Linked DNA regions of Ovis aries: region 1 is linked to region 2. A link is a contact called in public Hi-C data. All regions are on one chromosome and are shown on one strand. Each heading gives the region's core, a stretch centred on a gene start, on an enhancer-like site or on the middle of the called end of the contact. The rest is flanking DNA. Distances are from core to core; before and after follow the strand shown. Region 1 overlaps HYAL4 (hyaluronidase 4). Region 2 holds the start of NDUFA5 (NADH:ubiquinone oxidoreductase subunit A5).

Region 1 (2,700 bases), core at 140-2,639, 300 kb after region 2:
ACCCAAGTGTAAAGAATAAATCCTCTGTGTGCCCCTGCTTTTTCCTTCCAAAACCTTGATTGAGCAGAGAATCGTGGGTAGGGCACGGCAGCCCTGCAACATGCTGGGACCTGAAAGATGCGTTGCTATTATGCTGCTGTTCATTTACTTTTCCTTTCGTGTGGCATCACTCACGTGGCCCAGCTCTCAGGCGGTCCCAACTTACTCCTAGAGGCATCTTACTTGTGACTTCAAGCACTGAGTAGTGTCCTTGCTTTTCTGGTCCCCTAAACATAGCTGTTCTGTGATTATTCAGCACCCTGCTCTCCACTCGGTGACAGTGAGCTAATTTGGTCACTGAGAGGATTTGGCCTAAATATCTACTAGTGACTCCTTACCTCCAGTTAACATGCTAGAAGACTTGCCATTTTGAATCATTCCCAATAAACTCTCTTTGATAATGACTGTCAATGACACATTGGAAAGAAACCAACATTGCCTCCTGATATCAGCCTCAGAATGGGTAGCTTTCACCATAAACATCTGTAGTTTCCCTAGTTACTGCATATGGATCAACAACAGATAAAGAAGAATTGTAAATTTTGTATCTACCCCTCCCTCTGATGACAAAGCCTTAAACTAAAGGAATTCATGGACAATTTCTTGTTTCCAGTTTAGCATGCAAGAAGCTTGAAAGTTGCCACTTGGCCCTAAGAAATAAAAGGCTAAACAAACTGAAAAAAAATCCAACTCTTCATAGAATAATAAGAGAAGTGTGGACACACAGGGAAAATTGCTGCCTTCAAATTTGGAGAGACAGACAGGTGAATACAGAGAAACCCAGCTTACCAGATCAGAAGTCCTTGGGCAGAAACCTCTGTGGGAACCACTGACAGAGCACAGAAAGCTGAACTGTAATTAGGAAACTGCTGGTGGCTCAGCAACAACAAGACTGAGAGATTAAAAACTCCAGGGGCACCCAGTCATGCGGGCTGGGGGAGCACACTTTCCCCTGCAGGAGCTCACTAGGTCCTTCTAGTGAATATTGGAGAAACCCTCCCCTCATGCATCTAATAGGTGAAAAAGAAAAGGAACCATTTTGAGTATTCCAGAGCATTCTGTTCTTCTGCACAAGGTCCAGCCCCAGGAGAAACTGTTTAACCACAGCCAAATTGCTGAGGTTTTACCAGAACCTAACTGGTCTGCAGAAAAGGAAACCAACTCCACCTGGTTTTAGATTTCCACTTGGAAGAAGGAACATACCCATCTCTAGCCCCATCTAGCCAGCCTGTTCTACCTAACAGGGAGTGGCAGCAAAAACTGAGAAGCAGTTGTGAAGTTCACAGTCCAGAGGCAAAACCTCACTAAGACTGAGATCTAATCATAGGACTGTAAAGTCTTTCATTACGCCCACACCTTACTGGCATATTACTAAAGGTCTATTTATAGCAGCTACTCTTGACTCAGAGGGTAAAGAATCCACCTACAATCAGGAAACCTGGATTTGATCCCTGGGTTGAGAAGATCCCCTGGAGAACGAAATGGTAACCCACTCCATTATTCTTGCCTAGAGAACCCCCATGGACAGAGGAGCCTGGCGGGCTACAGTCCATGGTGTCCCAAAGAATCAGACAACTGAGTGATTAACACTTTCACTTTTACCTAGTACGAGCTATTTACTTATGGAGAAAAATCAAATCATATCTAGCTATCAAGGAAACAATTACAAGACATAGTAAAAGGCAAAAACACAACTTGCAGAGACAAAGCAAACACCAGAGCTTGACTCAGATACAGCAAGGATGTTGGAATTATCAGACCAGAAATTTAAAACAATTATGATTAATATGCTAAGGGCTCTAATGGATGAAGCAGAACAAATGCAAAAACAGACAACATAAGCTACATAAGAGAGATGGAAGTTGCAAGAAAGAAGCAGAAAGAAATGCTAGCAATCAAAAACACTGTAACAAAAAGGAAGGATATCTTTGACGGCTTTATTATTAGACTAGACGCAGCTGAAGAAAGAATCTCTGGCCTTGGAGATATCTCAGTAGAAGCCTCCAAAACCGAAAAAGCAGAGAGAGCAAAGACAGGAAAAAAAAAAAAAAACACAACAGAACAGAACATCTAAGGACTGTGAGAGAGCTAAGGTGTAACATACACATAACAGGAAATCATGGGAGACTGTTGGGGATTCTGCCCCTCTGATCATGTCGTGTGACTATGACATCTCTACATTCAGGAAAGTTTCAATGTGAGTGGAGGGAGAAGCTCTGCTCCTTTAGGTCTTTGTTAAAAGAGGCAATGGACCTGGACCCAGCAGAGTCCTCATTCTGAGCTCTGCATCACTTACTTCTCCTCTTTCCAGTATTTCTCATATCATAGATAATTCTCAAAACCATTTCACTTACACTATCTCATTTGAACCTCACAAAAACTCCTCCCCTTCCTGTCATGTCATCTCTGATCTGTTCAGCAGACATTGTGGTCCTGGGAAATGGAAAGAGATGTGAACCTGAAAACAAATTAAACCAAAATTACCAGAAAATTGCCCAGAAAAAAATTTTTTTAAAAAAAACCTGAGATTGTAAAATCTTTCATTTAGTGGACTATAAAAGTGCGGGTGATATGAATATAAAATGTCTAAGATAAAACACCATTTGAAAGTTCTGCCTTTAATTTCTACCAGATTGCCCAATTATATTTCCAGCACAATAG
Region 2 (2,700 bases), core at 159-2,658:
AGGTTTTTTGTTTATTTTTTGGGTTTTTTTTATGGAAGCATGACAATATTAGCAGGAAAGTCCCACTAGAAGAGAAAACTGATGACAAAAGGGTGCAATTCCTAGAGTGCTAGTGCTGCTGCTGCTGCTAAGTTGCTTCAGTCGTGTCCAACTCTGTGCGACCCCATAGACGGCAGCCCACCAGGCTCCCCCGTCCTTGGGATTCTCCAGGCAAGAACACTGGAGTGGGTTGCCATTTCCTTCTCCAATGCATGAAAGTGAAAGTGAAGTCGCTCAGTCGTGTCTAACTCTTAGCGACCCCTTGGACTGCAGCCTACCAGGCTCCTCCATCCATGGGATTTTCCAGGCAACAGTACTGGACTGGGGTGCCATTGCCTTCTCCGCCTAGAGTGCTATCTTAGGTAATCGAAAGTGTATAGAATCTAGGGCATTTAAGTGAGGCAGAGGAGAAAGGTGGAAAAATGGCGATTTAGACTCGGGAGAACACACACAAAAGTACAAGTGACAACACGAGAATGCCACGGAAAAAGTCAACAAGAAAAGTGATTTGAGAAAGAGATCATGGCAACAAAAACAATAAAAAGTGGCACCAAATCAACGAAGCACTAAATACCGCTATTGTCTTAAGAGTTCACGCCGACTTGAAATCCGGAGCCGGAAACATCGTATTCCGTTGCTGCTGCTACTGCTGCTAAGTCGCTTCAGTCGTGTCCGACTCTGTGCGACCCCATAGATGGCAGCCCACCAGGCTCCCCCGTCCCTGGTATTCTCCAGGCAAGAATACTGGAGTGGGTTGCCTTTCCTTCTCCAATGAATGAAAGTGAAAAGGGAAAGTGAAGTCGCTCAGTCGTGCCTGACTCTCAGCGACCCCATGGACTGCAGCCCGCCAGGCTCCTCCGTCCATGGGATTTTCCAGGCAAGAGTACTGGAGTGGGGTGACATTGCCTTCTCCGTATTCCGTTAACCACTCAATAAAGAAGGGCTCTAGGCTTCCTTGGAAACTCAAGAAGGAAGGAAAGAGGTACATACCTCATGTGGAGTTTCACAAACAGCCAATCCCACCAGGCCAGTGGTCTATTCAAAAACCAAACAAGAGTCATGCTGTTAACTACAATTCTGAGGGTTCCCACGCTAAGAAAAGCAAAACCATCACTGTCTTGGCTAAAACTGGCCTAAAACCAGCTACCGGTGTCTCAGAACCTCTGGTTCGGAGTTTTTTCCTGCCTCTTCAATCGAGGCCGCTAAACTGGTCACCCATAGGGGCACAGCAAAATGAGTCTCCAAGAAGTATCGCTAGCCCGCACCAGTTCAGGCCACCACCCGCGGACTGACTCCATTCCCCCAGTCTAAACTCCAGCAGTGACCTCCACCCGTCTCACCTTCTTCAGCAAGCCCGCCATGACGGCGCCGAGAAGCCGGGACGCGCAGCCCTCTGGGAACCTCTCTCAGACCCGCTCAATCCACCGCCGAGGCCGCCGCTCCATCCACCGCCGAGGCCGCCGCTCCGTCACCTTGGAAACAGCTTGGCCCCGCCCCCTGAGGCTCTGCCGGGGAGCAAAAGGCGCTGCACCGCCCACTCCTATGAGGAAAATTGATGCCTGAGTAAGGAGTGCACCAGTCTCTCAATCAAGCACAATCAGGGAAAGAGTTCTCTTAGATGTCTCTCGTCTCAGTTCCTGTACCTTTACAAAGATCTATTGAACACCCATTGTGTGTTAGTTTCTGGGACAGATTTTGTACAACAGGATCTCACATCCCGGAATTCACAGAACAATGACCAAAACATGCTTTAATAAGTAATGGGCTAAGTGTTCCAAAAGAGGTTTGTGCCAAGTGCAGTGGTAGCAGGTAAGAGGAAATGACTAAAAATTGTAGGGCTACTGTTGTTAAAAGGGGAATTTGCTTAAAAAGTCAATGAGAGAAGAGCACAAAAAATTGAGACTAAATATAGCTTCAGTTCAGTTCAGTTCAGTCACTCAGTCGTGTCCGCCAGGCCTTCCTGTCCATCACCAACTCCCGGAGTTCACTCAGATTCACGTCCATTGAGTCAGTGATGCCATCCAGCCATCTCATCCTCTGTCGTCCCCTTCCTCTCCTGCATATAGCTTAAGCATCAATAATAAAACAGCCCACAGAATGGGAGAAGATATTTGCAACCACATACAATCACCAAAAGATAAGTGGTGCCTAGAATATATAAGGAATTTTCTTCAAACAGCAAGAAAAGAACTAATAACCACAACAAGTCTTCCTGCTTCAGTTCTTGCCTCTCTCTCTCGTCAGAGGGAGATTATATATCAAATGAGTTTGTAAATATATAAAGGGCCTGGCTCAATGCATGGAACATAGCAACACACAGGTGACTGTGTTTTTATTTTGCTGTTATTATTCTCAACCCAGTAGCTAGACTAATCCTTTTAGAAAGTATTTTGCTCTTCTGTGATTTTTCACTCAAAGTGTAGAAACCAAATTCCTTGCATCTGCCTCCATTGTCCAGCACTGTTGCTCCCTCTGCCCTTCTCCCCTCAGACCTAACCTCCTATTCCCCTCTCCCTACCCAGATAGCTGCTCTTCTAACCCTTTTCTTGGGAAACTCTTCCACCAGATGGGTGCCTGGTTCATTCTCTCACCTCTTTCAAATATTTGCGCACTGTTACCTTCCCAGTGTGTCCTGTCCTGGCTTTGAGATTTAAAATTGCA

Evidence for each region. Hi-C and Micro-C count contacts between places; a contact is called where the count stands out from the background.
Region 1: a Hi-C map of mixed tissues shows a contact between it and region 2, with 3 times the contacts expected there. The contact joins the enhancer-like site here to the promoter of NDUFA5 in region 2. A contact is called at or near these places in 2 of 16 Hi-C or Micro-C datasets (blood and mixed tissues).

What each region holds. Positions count from the first base shown.
Region 1 is chr4:89,785,167-89,787,866 of ARS-UI_Ramb_v3.0, forward strand. All of the region lies in intron 2 of HYAL4 (hyaluronidase 4), which reads left to right. Among named protein-coding and RNA genes, the nearest start is that of HYAL4, 18 kb to the left of the region's middle. Within about 2 kb of position 1,390, at least 6 of the 54 cell types and tissues checked have an H3K27ac peak or open chromatin away from gene starts, as enhancers often do.
Region 2 is chr4:89,481,489-89,484,188 of ARS-UI_Ramb_v3.0, forward strand. NDUFA5 (NADH:ubiquinone oxidoreductase subunit A5) reads right to left here and starts at 1,409. Exons shown (of 4, transcript XM_027968770.3): 1 at 1,380-1,409; 2 at 1,030-1,074. The coding sequence starts at 1,400.